Regions from separate parts of the Mus musculus genome. Here all the other regions are linked to region 3. A link is a contact called in public HiCAR-type, HiChIP or PLAC-seq and promoter capture Hi-C data. All regions are on one chromosome and are shown on one strand. Each heading gives the region's core, a stretch centred on a gene start, on an enhancer-like site or on the middle of the called end of the contact. The rest is flanking DNA. Distances are from core to core; before and after follow the strand shown. Region 1 holds the start of Alad (aminolevulinate, delta-, dehydratase). Region 2 overlaps 8030451A03Rik (a long non-coding RNA gene). Region 3 holds the start of Whrn (whirlin). Region 4 holds the start of Tnc (tenascin C). Region 5 has its middle 6.4 kb from the start of Gm23950.

Region 1 (2,700 bases), core at 99-2,598, 980 kb before region 3:
GAGTGAGACTGCCACTGGGAGCAGCTGAGAGAAAGCTTCAGAGCCTGGGCTCCCAGGTTGTACCCCACAAAGAATTCCGGAGGCTGTGCTCTTGGCATAAATAGTAGTGAAGTGGTGCCAGCTCGAGCAGGCTCTGCCCTGGCTAGGGAGGAGACAAGTCAGGAGGGCCAGCTAGGTAGAAGGTTCAGAGCTGGGAAATCTGAAGCCCAAAGAGGCCCAGGAAAGGCATCTGTGGGCAGTTCTGAAAAGGTACTGCCCGGTGGCTCATTTGCATTTCCTGCACACTCTAGCTGCCACCTGCCACGGTGTTAGGAGGGGTTAAAGAAGAGACCTTAGACCTCATCTAGTGTGGGCGCTTAATCCCCCCTGCTGCCCGGGTCTAGACATTTCAAGCTAGGAGTTGCCTTTCCACAGACTGCTAAAATATTCTGGCTGAGAGCTTTTACATCAAACAACTGTAAAACTGAACTCGAGAAGGGCAGGTCTCATACAGCAGGTCAGCTATAAATATGGTCCAAACTTCTGGAGTCTAGCAGCCCTCAGTCCTCACCAGGACTTTTGGCATTAGAAGGACAGAGTTCACACGTTATAGTCCCAGTATGGAAGAGGCGACAGAGATTCCAGGTGAGAGTAGGGGAAGAAAGGTTTAACCTAGACCTGGCCACGGCTGGTAGCAGGGTGGTTAGTATGTGACTTTGGGATTTAAAAGGCATGGGGACAAATTCTTGTTTCAAGCTGCATGACTGCTTTTCTTCTCATGTGGTCTGGGTCTTAAGCGGATCTCAATGGATCGTTGTATGACTGAATGAGCAGAAGCAGGAGAGACCTAGCACAAGCGACCCTTATTGTTTTCCCCACTTCTCCAGCCTGCCAGACAGATCGCGCTCTGCAGAAACCGAGGCTACCCCTGAGGCCTCCGAGAAAGGGGGCGGGTGGAGCCCATCTTTGAGTCCCGAATCCCGGACGCAGCAAGACCTTGTAGCGGCAAGAATCCCGCCCACTCTAGTAGGTGCATAGGGACAGCGTCTCCGCTACAGCGTCAGAGCTTCGGGAACACAGCGCCATAGGGGTGCACCTCACCTTGTTCTGGGGTCCCGTCCCCCTTCAACCCGCCACTTCCCAGAGGCCGGCGCCTGCTCACGTACCAAGGACGCTGCTCGCCGCCGCTCCGAGCCGGGCTCTGGACACCGCGCTCTCCCGCTCTAAAAGCGCAAGCCCACGTGGGGGCGGGGCGGCTCACCCGGAAGCGGCTCCCGTACCGCCCGCCCCTCCGGGAATGCAGCTTACGCTCCCTTCGGGGCAGTCTCCGGATCACTGGTCAGCTCGCGCGGCCAGATCCACGCTGAGCGGGGCTGGAATCTTGGCCAATCCAGAGTTGCCCGAGAGCCCGCCCGTCTCCCCGCCCCCCAGCTCGGGTCTCACTTGAGGTGGGAAGGCCCGAGGGGGTCCACGTGGGCATTCGGAGCCTCTGGGAGGTGCCCTGGCTTGCAATCCGAACTCATCCCAGAGTTCACTTGACGGTCTATTCTCAGCCCGGAGCAAAAATTGACTGCGTTGCTCACTGGTAAAAGAACAATTGGATGTCAACGGCATTAAAACACCTCGGTAATGCCTAACACCGCGGGTAAATACGTTCAGCAGCAGACTGACTGTCTAGATTTATTTATTCTATGTAATTGATTATCCAGCCCCTATCTCATGGGTTGAGAGATATGAAAGACATTGGAAAAAAAAAAAAGCCGAGAAAACTAACCATCCAAGTATGCTAGGAGATCAGGTTTATCTACAATGGATACATTAAAATTTGGAGTATAAAAGGGAGTAAATTTGGTGGTGCATGCTTTTAATCTTAGCACTAGGTGACAAAAAACCAACCAACCAAACAAACAAACAAACAAACAAACCAAACCCAAAACAAACAAAACAGAAAACAAACAAACCAAAAAACAATTAAAAAAAGAAAAATTCTGACCAAAGGTCTGGGGAAGACTGGAGCGTGGGGTCTAGAGAGGTTTATGGGGCTTTGACAAAGACTTGAGAGTGGCAAGGGCCCTCTTTGTGGAGGGAGCCTTGGGGAATGCTCACTAGGGAGGAGGTGATAAAATTATTTTGGAGGTAAAAGTGGGCAGTTGTGTAATAATACTGTAAATGTTCTAGGTACCACCAGATCTTCATTTTAAAAATGTTTAAGATCTGTGAACTCATCTTGGTTTTCAATAATTCACTAGAAAAATTGAACTTAAAGTTGTAACAAGAGAAGCTGGGTGAAGGGTATGAGAGTGTTGTAGCTTGTCAGAAAACCCTCACCCACAAAGAGCACAGAGACCACCATCATTGCAAAAACTCATGAGGATTTTACTTATCCAGCATGTTGGGGACTCCCCTCTCAGCTGGCAGGCAGGAGGAGAGACCCAGAACAAAGAAGGAACACACTTTTTATACCTTTGTAAGGGTTGGATATAGGCACCAGGGTAGTTTGGCTTATTTTAATTGGTGTAGCCAATAATCTTTTTAGACATTGGTTGGTTTATGTAGGGTGACTCTTATTTTGTCTGTCCTTGTGTGTGTTTTAGTGAGGCGGGGCAGGAGGATTGTTAATTTTGTTTTTGACCGTTAAAACTATGTTTCTATATTTGTTTAGTCAGCCAGCTTTTTATCTGGCTCTGTACTTGGCCTGCTAGTACAGTTTGGAAAGTCCTT
Region 2 (2,700 bases), core at 191-2,690, 580 kb after region 3:
GACAAGCTTGGAGACAACGTAGCTATTCTTTTCCAAGAGTCTCCAAAGCAACACCCATTTTTTTGTCCATCCTGTTTGATAAACATGTACTGTTGTTATGCTATTCTCAATGTCATTCAAAGTTTGTCAGATGACTCAATTTAACAGAGTATAACTCCTTACTCATCTTTACTGGAGGTCCATGCTCAGTGGGTTTGGGACTCCAAAGTAAAGTAAAATGAATAAACCAGGGGAAAGAAGCTTATGCAACTGTCTAGTTGCACTGTGTATAAGTACTGTTCATCCCATTGCTCAGTTCATTTTCTTCACACTTGTTTCACTAGAGAGACAGTTATTTTTGCTTATTGATCAATTGCTTGTCTCTTGTAGAAGACACGGGCTCCACAATATAGTGATATTCTTTAGTTCATGATTCATCATATGTCTTTAGAATATCTCCTGGTACCTTGGATGGGGTTGATGTGCATTGCAGAATGAATGACGTTGATGAGCAACTCCTGTGTTATGCAATTTCAAGCCTGTGTACTTGATGCATAACCTGAAATAAATAAATATTGTATTCATTTATGGCTAAGAACATTGAGAGTCACAGAGCAAGCAGTACATCTAGACCCATTCATCTGATAATGGGTTGATCTGGGATTTTCATTTTGGCTTGGTGTATTCCAATCTTATCTCATAGATGAACAGGACTCTTGATTATTCAAAGTCTAAAATATTGGAACATTTTTTAAACATGAAGACTGATCATTGACATGCCAAGGTAAACATGATACAACCAACAGATGCATACATTCTGTCCCTAGTCCAAAGAAACAAACCTCCAAATTACTAGTATGTATAACTTTTCATTTATCTGGTTAGAGTCAGTATAGCTAAGATTTGTACATTTGTTCACATTTAGAGCTCTTTGAACAGAATAATAAGGAAAAATCTAAAAGAATTTTAATTTTATATCAAGAAAAAGTAGGACTGGAGACTAAAATTTAACATGGTTATGTTGTGCCTACAGATTATTTTACATGAATAATTTTTCTTAGTTCTTATGACAGCAATTTTTTTCTTGTACTTTTTAATCTGAAGTAGGAATTTTGAAGCTCAGCTTGATGAATCCATACCTTAGATTGGAACAATGTTTGAATTTATGCCAATATTGCTGAAGAATTTCTCTTTTTCCTGTCCCAGTGCATATGCTGGTCAGGACTGTGGTCTCAATGACCTCATACCATCACAGACATGGAGTGTGCTGCACCATGGCTGAGAGACAGCCTCCCTTACAGCCTAGACAGCTCAAGAACTAGCTTGGGGTTTGGCATCACGCCTGGTATGAGTCTATCCTTTAGTTGTTTCTTTCTATTGTTGGCCAACCCCCCAGGAAGGCTCGTCTCTTCTGTGCAATTCAACTGAAATGAGAAGTTACCACAAGGATTCTGGAAGCCCGCACTCCATGCTGAGATTTTTTTTTTCTTCCCTGAGAACTGGCTGCATAGTAATGTTCTGCGTCAGTCCTTCCAGATCCCAACTCAAAGATTCACAAACACTGGCTCCCCTGAGCATTGGGCTGCTGGTTATGATGAAATGTTAGCACAGAAGAGCTTTCTTTTTCTATTTTGGGTTTCGAATCAGGACAGCATGGTTACAGGATGATTTATGCACTTTGAGAACTTTAAAATGTTTTGTTGCTATGCCTTCCCCCAGGCATTTCTCTTATCACTTGGACTCAGCTTGATGCCTCTCTGGAATCCGCTTGTTCCCCTATCATCTGTGCAACACCAAACACATGTCTTCAATCTGAAATCAGAAAACTGAAAATTGGAAGCAATTGATTCTAGAAAGATCCCAAACAGACTGCCATTTGGGCATAATAAGCCCCAAAGAGGTGGCATTTGTAGTATTTGGGGATGGAAATATCCATCTGTAGTTGCAGCTAGTTCCCCCCCTCCCCCGTCCCATCCTGACTCTTAAAAAATGAAAAAGTTAGAAAGCAAGGAAAGGGTTTCCCTAATGGAATTGCTATTTACTGGATGACTATTATGCATGCCCTCATTTGGCCTATGACTGCTATTTCCTCTATGGTGGACACAGCGATGGATGTGAAGAAGGTACTGGCAGGTCACATAAAACCCCATCCTCAAAGAGCTCATGGTTCATTGCACTGGTTGGCTGAGGCACGTGTCTTGCACACTTCTCTGTCCGCTGATTGTGCTTCTCTCTTGTGTGCCATCATTGCTGGTCTTTTTCCCGGTTACTGATGATCACCTCATTTCGAGATCTCCTGTGCTCCTGCCTGCGCTCTTCTCCCATGGTTAAATATGTTCTTTACACTTTTACCCTACACAACTTCCAACTCTTTCTCTAACTTTCTCATGATTCCAGTCCAAACAGGACATCCAATCTCCAAGACATCTCCCTCCCACACAAAATTAGTACTCTTATGTGTTCTTGGATGACTCTTTGTTTCATGACATTTGTCATGTACTACTGTAGCCAGCTATACCTTTATCCACTTTTTTCTTCTGTCAGCTTCTGAAGAAAAAGGGTGAAATAATCATGTTGACAGATATGTACCAAATGTATGGCTAATGTTGGCTGTTTAATAGCTATTCTTGGCACATAGAAATGGTCTGTCCAACAGACAAGTAAAATTAACTTAAATAATGTCACAGGGACTCTTCATGTTATGTATTTTTTGGGACAACC
Region 3 (2,700 bases), core at 35-2,534:
GAGCCCGGCTCCACTAGAGACACGTAGATGCCCACGCCGTGTTCCGAGCCCCCGCGGATGCTGAAGCCCAAGCCCTCGTGGGCCTTGGCGCGCCGCAGGCTCACGAGTCGCACCTCCCCGGGCCCCGCGCCGTCGGGAGCGGCCCAGGCGGGCTGCCTGTAGGGGGTGGTGGCTGGCAGGTAGAGGCCCTCGGCCGTGTACTGGTCGAAGAGCAGCTGGTCGGAGCGCGGGATGACCAGACGCAGCATGGGCAGCAGACGCCGCTTGACCGGGCTGTCCAGCAGGACGCGCAGGGTGCGCACCAGGTCGAAGACGTTGCGGCGCGCGTGGTACGCGTTGAGGCAGTGAGTGAACTGCTCCCGCTCGGGCTCGCTCAGCAGCGCCGTGAGCGCTTGGTGCAGCTGGCGCACGTTGGCAGACAGCAGCCGCAACCCCGCGCCCCCGCCGCCGCCCGCCGCCGCCGCCGCCGAGCCCAGCGAGCCGGTGGAGGACGAGCTCACCGACAGGCCGTCCAGCTGTGCGTTCATCTCCCCGCCGAGGCCCGGCCGCACTCGGGGCGCGCGGCGCGGGGCGGCAGCTGCACCTGCGGCCAGAGGCGCGACAGCTGGATTCCCCGGGGCGCGGAGGTCACGGCTGGAGTCTGGGTTTGGGGTAGACGCGGAGTCACCGGCTGCAGTCTAGACTGGCCCGGAGAGCGGAGACGACGGCTGCAGGGTGGGTTGGGGAGGTGCAGGTGAGCTAGAGCGCTGGCTGGATCCTGGGGAGGTGGCAGGGACAGCGGCTGGTGTCCCAGGGGCGCGAAGGCAGGTGAAACTGGAATTCGGAGGACGAAGAGACGGCGGCTGCAATCCTGAGGACCGCGGCGGGATCCTGGGGGGACAAAGAGTTGGCGCCTGGAGGCCGGAGGTCGTGGAGACTGCGGCTGGAGGCCGGGGGGAGCGAGAACAGCAGCTACATGCCGGAAGGCGCGGGGACCGTGCGTGGCCGCAGTGGGGGGCGCAGCCACGCCGCCCGCCCCGTCACACCATGTCCGGGGCTCCCCCAGCCGAGATGCCCGTTCCTCTAGGGCTGGGGGACCCCAAAGTCAGAAAGAAGTTAGGGCGCCGGTCAATCTAGGCTCAGAGTCCGGAGCAGTCGCAGCCAGAGGAGCCACGCGGGCGTCCGGCGGGGGGTGCGGGGCATGTCCCGGGCCGCCCACCATGCAGCAGCCCGGGCCCCCGCGCCCCAACGCCGCCCGGGCGCACACGGAGCCACGCGGCCGGGAGCCCGGACTTTGCGAACTGTTGAGCAGCTCTGGGCTGAGTCTTCCAGCGAGTTCCGACGCCGCCGCCGTCGCCAGCCGGGACTTGGCCCCGCCCCCTCGCCCCTCCCCCTCCCCGCCCCGTCCCCCCGCGGGCTCTTCAGGAAATGACGTCCCGCCTGGCGCGCCTGGCTGTTGCCTGGAGACGGGGTGAAACAGTCCGGCCCCAAGGAAGAAAGGGGTGAAAGTGGGGGTGAAAGAAAGCAGGAGGAGCCCTGGGCCCCTGCGAAGTCTTCCCACTTCCTCAGCCCAGGGGTGAAAGATGGGGTCCTAAAAGCTGCGCTTTCCGGCGATCACAGCTCGATTCCAGGGTCGCTTTGGAGCAATTAGCCGGTTTGCCAATTCACAATTGGGGAAAATGGCCAACTTTTGGCCTCTAAAATAATAGATGCTTCATGCTCTGCTTTTCTGCCTTAAAATGTTGTTCCTGCAGCTTGCACACGTGCTGACTGCAAGTTTAAGTGAGTATGTGGACGATAATCGGTCACCTGCTCTGCACATGAGAAGAATATAAGCCACACAGGTGCCATCAGGAGCCAAGTCCTGTGCTGGGATAGATCAGCCTGGGCCCCTTCCTCTGGTGCTCTCCGGAGTGGGGGGGGGGGGGGGAGGGGGGAGTGGGGGAAAGCAAGGAGCTGTTATCAGAACTGTAAAGTATGCAAACACACACACATGCATTTAAAACTAAGTCTGGAGTAGGAATGTCACTTGTACCAACTGTTAGGTCCCGCTTGTGATCTTTTCCACACTGAGGGAACAGGGTGAAGGTTACATGACAACTCTATATACAGTCTTTAAAAAAAACATATTTTATATGGAAAGATGTCAGAATACACAGTCTAAAGTCTGTCATCTGATACCCACTCTCCTAAACACTATCACAGGAAAAACTCGGCTTCTAGTCAAAGAAGTGTTCTAAGAAGATCTATAGTGCTTGACCTAGTCACCACTACATGCCATGTGGATCTCTTTAAACCTGAATTGCCTCTCCAGAGGTGTTCTGTGAAAAGCTGGTTTTTTTTCCCCTAAGACTGTCCTGGGTTGCCGTCACAGGAATGAAACGGCTGACTCTGATATGGGAGAAATAGAAAAAGAGAAGGATTATCTGGAGTGGCTTTGAGCTGGCTGCAGAAGGGTGTTTTGTTCCCTGGCTAGTTATTTACCTGTGCACTTGGTCATTCTTCATTCAACATTTGCCAAGCACCCGTTCTGCTGCTTGACCAAGCGGCATATGGTTGATGCTGGAGACCCAGGATAAAGAGTTGAAATCTTTGACCTCAAAGAGTCATAGTCTGGCAAAGGAAAGACGGTGTAGGTCAAGGTTAAAAACAAACAAACATAAAAAAGATAAGCATTAGGAGTGTCAAGATAGACCACAGTGAGGCGAGGAGACTAACAGG
Region 4 (2,700 bases), core at 127-2,626, 550 kb after region 3:
CAGATTCACATCAAGCCCGAGGCTGCCACCTTTTCTCCTAATGGTGCCAACACACCCCTTGCTTGTAAAACACTACGTGCCAGGCTAGCAGGCTGTCTCAGATTGGGCAAGATAAGAAGGCAGAGGCTTTGGGGGTAAGCAGACACACTGAAAAACTGGGTTAAGAGGCCCCGCTTTTCACGTCCAGGGTGTTGGCAGCTTTGGGCCATGACAGAGATTGCCCAGTTGCTGATTTGATCTTTTTTGTTCCTCATTCGCTCCTCATTATAAGGGGAGCTGCTGTCCCCACTTTAGAGAAGTGGAAACTAAGGTCCATAGAAGTTACATATTTTCCTGACACATTTATGTTGTAGTGGCACTAGTGGGAATGCCCAAGCCACTTCTAGGGTCAAACCCCAACCTCTTATTCCCCCTGTCACAACGATGGCATAGAGGAATCTCTGTGCTCTTTCCAAAGTTCACCAGGGAAGGGAATATGTTACTGGGGTTCTGGGATAAAGTGTCAGGAGGGAGGCCGATTTGGGAGCAATATGGGGTTCAGATGCCTCCAAACCTTCTACACATGCCCCACCTGAGGTCTCTGAATCAGGAGGATGGCACCCTGCTTCAAGAACCCACAGACGTGCCCACCAGTTTCATCTTACAGCCTGTGGGCTTTTCATCCGTGCCCAGAACTCATCTCCTAGCTCTGGTATCCAGCTCTTATCTTTCCCCAGAGTGGACACTGAGGATCAAATGGGACAAGAGGGGAACGAAAACTGTCAAGTGCTGAGACTGTGTAGATGCACGGTTGTGTTCTCCCTACTACGGGTACGTGGTACTCATCCCACCCAAGTGCTGTGAGTGAATGCCACTTTAAAATGCAACTTCTCTAACGCTCCAAAAGGGGAAAATCCACAGGTGAGAATCAACGAGGTAAAAGGGTAAGAGTTAAAGTAAGACATTTCCTCCAAAGAAAGGCAGAGACAAAACTTTACCAAAAGTTCCCTGAGTTCCTCTGACTATTGACAGATCCATACCAAATACATGACCGCAGGAGGGCAAGCACAGAATAATCGGGCCGCATCTGATCACACCGGGCTTGGAAATTAAACAAAAGTTTTATAGTTACAAACCCACATCTTACTGGGTACCGGGAATGCCAGGAGCACACCAGAAAGATCCTGGGTGATGGGATCAACAGACTCACCTTTTCCAGGTCGGGAAAAGCAAAGTCTCTGGGTGCACCAGCTCCGTGAAGAAGTACCTGGGTTAAGCCACAACGAGTTCCCAAGCGCGCGGTCCCTAGCGTCTTCCCAGCCACTGTCTGTGCCCACCAGAGGCTAGGGTGTGTGTCTGCGCGCGGGAGAGACGCGTGACAGTAGGCAGGCTGTGGCCGGAGCAGCCAGCTTTGGCAGGCTTATATAGGGAGCTCCTTCCTCTGTAATGGGACGCCTCGCCTCCAGACATCCTTTCCCACTTTTTTTTTTTTCAGTTGGTGAGTTAAAGGCACAGCCCTCCCAGCGGAACAGGGTTAGCTCATGAAAGACGCACTCACTCCAGGCGCGCCGCCAGCTAACGGACCATTTGCATACAATTTATAGTGAAGAAAAAAAAAAGTAGGAATTTCAGCTCCCTCCGCCCCCGCAGAGTAGTTGTTAGTGAAGTGTGATTTTTGCATTGCTCCACAAATGAGTATTCTAATTGTGAAACAGAAGCCTTGGGAACTGGGATATGAGGGAACTGGATCCTGGCGCTGCTCCTGGACTAGAGCAAGCTGGAAACACGACCTGGGTTCCCTCAGGCTCTGGGCAGCAGCTGCGGGGTGGCACCTCGGAGAAAGCCTGAGGGCTGAACCTGAGTTCCTGGAAAGAGGAGATCGAGGAGAGTTGAGCAAGCCCGGGGCAGTTCAGGTTTCTCTTGGCCAGCTTGGAGATAACCCAAGATTAGTTCTCAGCAGGTGGGAACCATACTGGGAGCTTAGAAAAGTGAGCTTTTCTGAAGCAGGACCCAGCGGTGCCCAGCTGCCTGGAGGAATCTTTATCCAGATCCCAATGTCCCCTCAGGAGTCACTTTTTGACATTGTTTATGCCACATACTAAGTGCTTTCTACTTAGTAGGGTCTACTAAGTAGGGTGTAGTACTTAGCTCAGGGTGTACTCCTGAGCTCTCAGTGTACCTAGGTGCTGAGTGAAGACTTTTTTTTTTTTTTCTTAGAGAAGCACTAATATATTTCAAAAGGTAACACTATTTAGGTTGAAGTCCTCATTTAGCATGTTAAAGTATCCCCAAGGCACCTGGGGCCAAGCTCAGCTCACGGTACTTCTGGGCTTGTTTGGGACAGTGCTTATACCCTGCAATTTAGAGAAGCAGTTTAATGCCATCAAGGAATTGTGCCTGGGAAGCACTTAGAATTCATGGCTCCATGACACATTGGTGACCAGAAACAGTGAGTGATGCTTAAGTAGGAAACTGTCACCCATGACAACAGACACAGCTGCTTTGCTGGACTGTGGAAAATGCATCTCTTTGTTCTGTAATTTAGAAGAGACTTCTGATGTTTTAATTAACAACTATTATCGGAAATTTCAACCATCCACTTACTGATTGATACCATCCTTCAGCCTTTCTCATAACATTTAGTTTCAATCTCCCTGGGAGAATAAAGCAAGACAAAATTAGGCTATCCCTAGGGTGGCACCGATTCCAGGACTCGAAGAC
Region 5 (2,700 bases), core at 141-2,640, 940 kb after region 3:
TAATATGTACCTATTTAGGAATGGGTTACCATGCCAGGCATGGTGGTGCATGCCTTTAATCCCAGCACTCAGGAGGCAGAGGCAGGCAGATTTCTTAGTTCGAGGCTAGCCTGGTCTATAGAGTGAGTTTCAGGACAGCCAGGGCTATACAGAGAAACCCTGTCTCAGAAAACAACAACAACAACAACAACAACAACAACAACAACAACAACAACAAAGGAATGGGCTATCTAAGCAATTCTGGTTATAAGCTACTATAACCTATAGCTTTCCCTCCATTTTAGCAGTGATGCAATCAGCTTTGCTTGTCACCACTAGTAGCGTCATATTAAAATGAAGAGAGTAATTGTTCAAAGGAAACGGTTTGTTTGTAGCAGGAGCCATCATAGTTACCCCACAGGATAGCATGAGTTCTGTAAACAGGTATCTCAAACTGATAAAGAGCATAGTGCATGTCCCCTGATGCCTGGGGCTCACAGGCCTCAGGAAAAACTGCCCTGGATCTGCTGAATACATAGAATTATTTTATGCTTAAAAGAGACCATGAATATCCACCCCTATTCTCTTGGAAGATAAAAGAGCTAAAGCACAGAAATTTTCACTTTGAATAGTGAAAGGAGAACCCAGAGTCTCAAGCTAGGGACTTAAAGCCCACTTCTTTGAGAGGCTTGTCCCTTCTTGTTCCCTGTGAGTGGCAGTAAGGCCCAGAATCTGGAGGTTCAAACAGGCTGCTGATTTAAGCACTCTCCCTCTTGGGCTGGAGGGGATGACTTTGTTATTCTCAAATTCAAGTTCTTCATTCCATAGGGGATGGCAATGCATAAACAGTCTGCCCTTATGGGAAGCACTTGTTTGCCTAGAGGGGTCTTTTCCTTTTGAACTTCTTTGGGGCTTCTGCTTACACATCAGGGAGAGCCAATCAAAACAATAAAAGAGGACCCTGACAAGGGCTTTCCAAATTGCATGCAGATGCCTCTATTTCCGAGAACTGGAAACAGGAATCTTGTTTGAATTGCTGTAGCAACAGCAGGGACAAAACAACACATTGCACGAAGCTGTCCCGTGGAGCCTGATAGCAATTTGGGGGGCAGGGGGGAGGAGAACCGGGGCATTCCAGAGTTGGAGCCAACATGTGCTGAGGCTGGGAATCCCTCTGCGCAACATGGAGCGTGTGTTCTGATGGAAACCACCAATCTCTGGGGCACGTTCCCTCCAGTCTGAGCCCCAATGTGAGAATGTGAAAATGGGAGAGGCAGGGGCCAGAAGGAAGGCCCTTGGCTGCCTTCTTGGCTCAAGTCTCTGAAATCTTCCAGATCACAGTCAGTCATACACAATAACCACACATATGCAGCACTTCACCGTTTAGAAAACATTTCCCTCGTTTTATCGTCTGAGTCACTCAGTTTATCAGCTCAGTGTAGTGACTCGCTTACCAGGGCTCGGGGCAGACACCCAGAGATGGAGGGTGTTAGTTCATTTTTGTTCCGTTTCTACTTGTATTTGTGTGAATTACTGTTACTTATAGAATCATGGAGAATCATGCATCAAGGCACTTGAAGTTTTAATTGCAATCCCCTGGCTATCAAATCTTGACAGGAACCGAGTGAAACAGTCCTTCAAGTACTTCAGTGTTCTGAGAAATTTTAATGACATTTATGGTTTTTACCTTGTTAGTCTTGAACAGATCTCTGAGTGGCAAATTGGTGTTGGCCAAAGGGACCTTGCCTTTATTTTTCTGTCTTTCTTTCTAAAGTGGTAGAAATTGGAGACAGGGGATTTTAAATTCCAGCAGCACAGCAGTTAGATGTGTGTTGGAATCAGTTCAGAAGGTACACATATTGCAGCTTCCAAGAGGGTCACTTCAGGCTTCCAGCTTAATTGTCTAGTGGCCCATGACTCTTAGGTCACATCCCAACTCTTCCAGTCATCATAGTTTGAGTTTTGGTTAATTCTAAATAAGGCTAGAATGTTCAAACTCGCTGGCTGGTGAGAGTTGGCCTGAATACCATATCTATGTTTTGACACTGTGATGTGTCTCTTCTTGGGTTCAGATCATAGTGTCTGAGTTAATGATCATAGAAGTACAGGATATACGAATTAGGAAGGGGATACTTTGGCTTCTTAAGGGAGTCAGTATACACTGCCCCTCACAAGGAGGACTCGGGATTAAACTACAACAATCAATATCGTGCTCTCTCTCTCTCTCTCTCTCTCTCTCTCTCTCTCTCTCTCTCTGTCAGTGTGTGTGTGTGTGTGTATGTATATGTGTGTGTCCCCTTTCTCTTTTGTTAAGACAGATAACAGTATAAATGCTTCTGATTGTGCCTCATAACTTAAAGTAGAACTGATAAATTGCTTAACATGTATGTATGTATGTATGTATGTATGTATGTATGTATGTATGTTATCTTAAAGCTATGTGGTTATGTTTCTATTGCAAATATTAGTGTTACTATATCAAGAACAGTATTTTAAAATGGGACTTTAACGAGGATCTACTTTACTTCAGATAGAATCCCAAATGACTGAGACTTTAATTTCCAGCCTTACAACAACTTTGAGAGCTGAGTTTTACACTAAAGAGTGACTGAAATGGACTTGAAGCAGAGAATTTTCCCTGTAACTTGGTCTCAAGGCAGAGAAGTAATTTCATATTTATTTGAATTTGATGACCTAGACCTTCCTACCTCAAAACAACAC

The links. HiChIP or PLAC-seq counts read pairs in DNA pulled down with a chosen protein or histone mark. HiCAR-type assays count read pairs that join an accessible place to other places. Capture Hi-C pulls out chosen DNA fragments and counts their contacts.
Region 1: a contact with region 3 is called in a promoter capture Hi-C map of adipose tissue. The contact joins the promoter of Alad here to the promoter of Whrn in region 3. A contact is called at or near these places in 2 of 39 promoter capture datasets (embryonic stem cells and pre-B cells), 2 of 484 Hi-C or Micro-C datasets (embryonic stem cells and rod photoreceptor) and 1 of 9 other capture datasets (adipose tissue).
Region 2: a HiCAR-type map of fibro-adipogenic progenitors shows a contact between it and region 3, with 2.7 times the contacts expected there. The contact joins the enhancer-like site here to the promoter of Whrn in region 3. A contact is called at or near these places in 3 of 39 promoter capture datasets (3T3-L1-derived adipocytes, hippocampal neurons and liver), 1 of 15 datasets of contacts at CTCF or cohesin (the NIH/3T3 cell line), 2 of 115 datasets of contacts at active chromatin or transcription factors (bone marrow-derived macrophages and fibro-adipogenic progenitors) and 1 of 9 other capture datasets (adipose tissue).
Region 4: a contact with region 3 is called in a HiCAR-type map of astrocytes, with 2.2 times the contacts expected there. The contact joins the promoter of Tnc here to the promoter of Whrn in region 3. A contact is called at or near these places in 2 of 39 promoter capture datasets (hippocampal neurons and second pharyngeal arch cranial neural crest), 1 of 484 Hi-C or Micro-C datasets (uterus) and 3 of 115 datasets of contacts at active chromatin or transcription factors (astrocytes, forebrain and stem cell-derived neural progenitor cells).
Region 5: a contact with region 3 is called in a CTCF HiChIP or PLAC-seq map of the NIH/3T3 cell line, with 5 read pairs. The contact joins the enhancer-like site here to the promoter of Whrn in region 3. A contact is called at or near these places in 1 of 39 promoter capture datasets (hippocampal neurons), 1 of 15 datasets of contacts at CTCF or cohesin (the NIH/3T3 cell line), 2 of 115 datasets of contacts at active chromatin or transcription factors (craniofacial prominence and forebrain) and 1 of 9 other capture datasets (embryonic tail).

What each region holds. Positions count from the first base shown.
Region 1 is chr4:62,518,715-62,521,414 of GRCm38.p6, forward strand. Alad (aminolevulinate, delta-, dehydratase) reads right to left here and starts at 1,349. Exons shown (of 12, transcript NM_008525.4): 1 at 1,146-1,349.
Region 2 is chr4:64,075,126-64,077,825 of GRCm38.p6, forward strand. All of the region lies in intron 4 of 8030451A03Rik (a long non-coding RNA gene), which reads left to right. Among named protein-coding and RNA genes, the nearest start is that of Tnc, 30 kb to the left of the region's middle. Within about 2 kb of position 1,441, at least 68 of the 459 cell types and tissues checked have an H3K27ac peak or open chromatin away from gene starts, as enhancers often do. A contact at or near this core is called in the NIH/3T3 cell line, adipose tissue and fibro-adipogenic progenitors, where this site is marked.
Region 3 is chr4:63,494,707-63,497,406 of GRCm38.p6, forward strand. Whrn (whirlin) reads right to left here and starts at 1,285. Exons shown (of 12, transcript NM_028640.2): 1 at 1-1,285. The coding sequence starts at 527.
Region 4 is chr4:64,045,560-64,048,259 of GRCm38.p6, forward strand. Tnc (tenascin C) reads right to left here and starts at 1,377. Exons shown (of 27, transcript NM_001369211.1): 1 at 1,190-1,377. The region is part of intron 4 of 8030451A03Rik (a long non-coding RNA gene); the gene reads left to right.
Region 5 is chr4:64,437,026-64,439,725 of GRCm38.p6, forward strand. No RefSeq gene overlaps it. Among named protein-coding and RNA genes, the nearest start is that of Gm23950, 6.4 kb to the right of the region's middle. Within about 2 kb of position 1,391, at least 50 of the 459 cell types and tissues checked have an H3K27ac peak or open chromatin away from gene starts, as enhancers often do. A contact at or near this core is called in the NIH/3T3 cell line and craniofacial prominence, where this site is marked.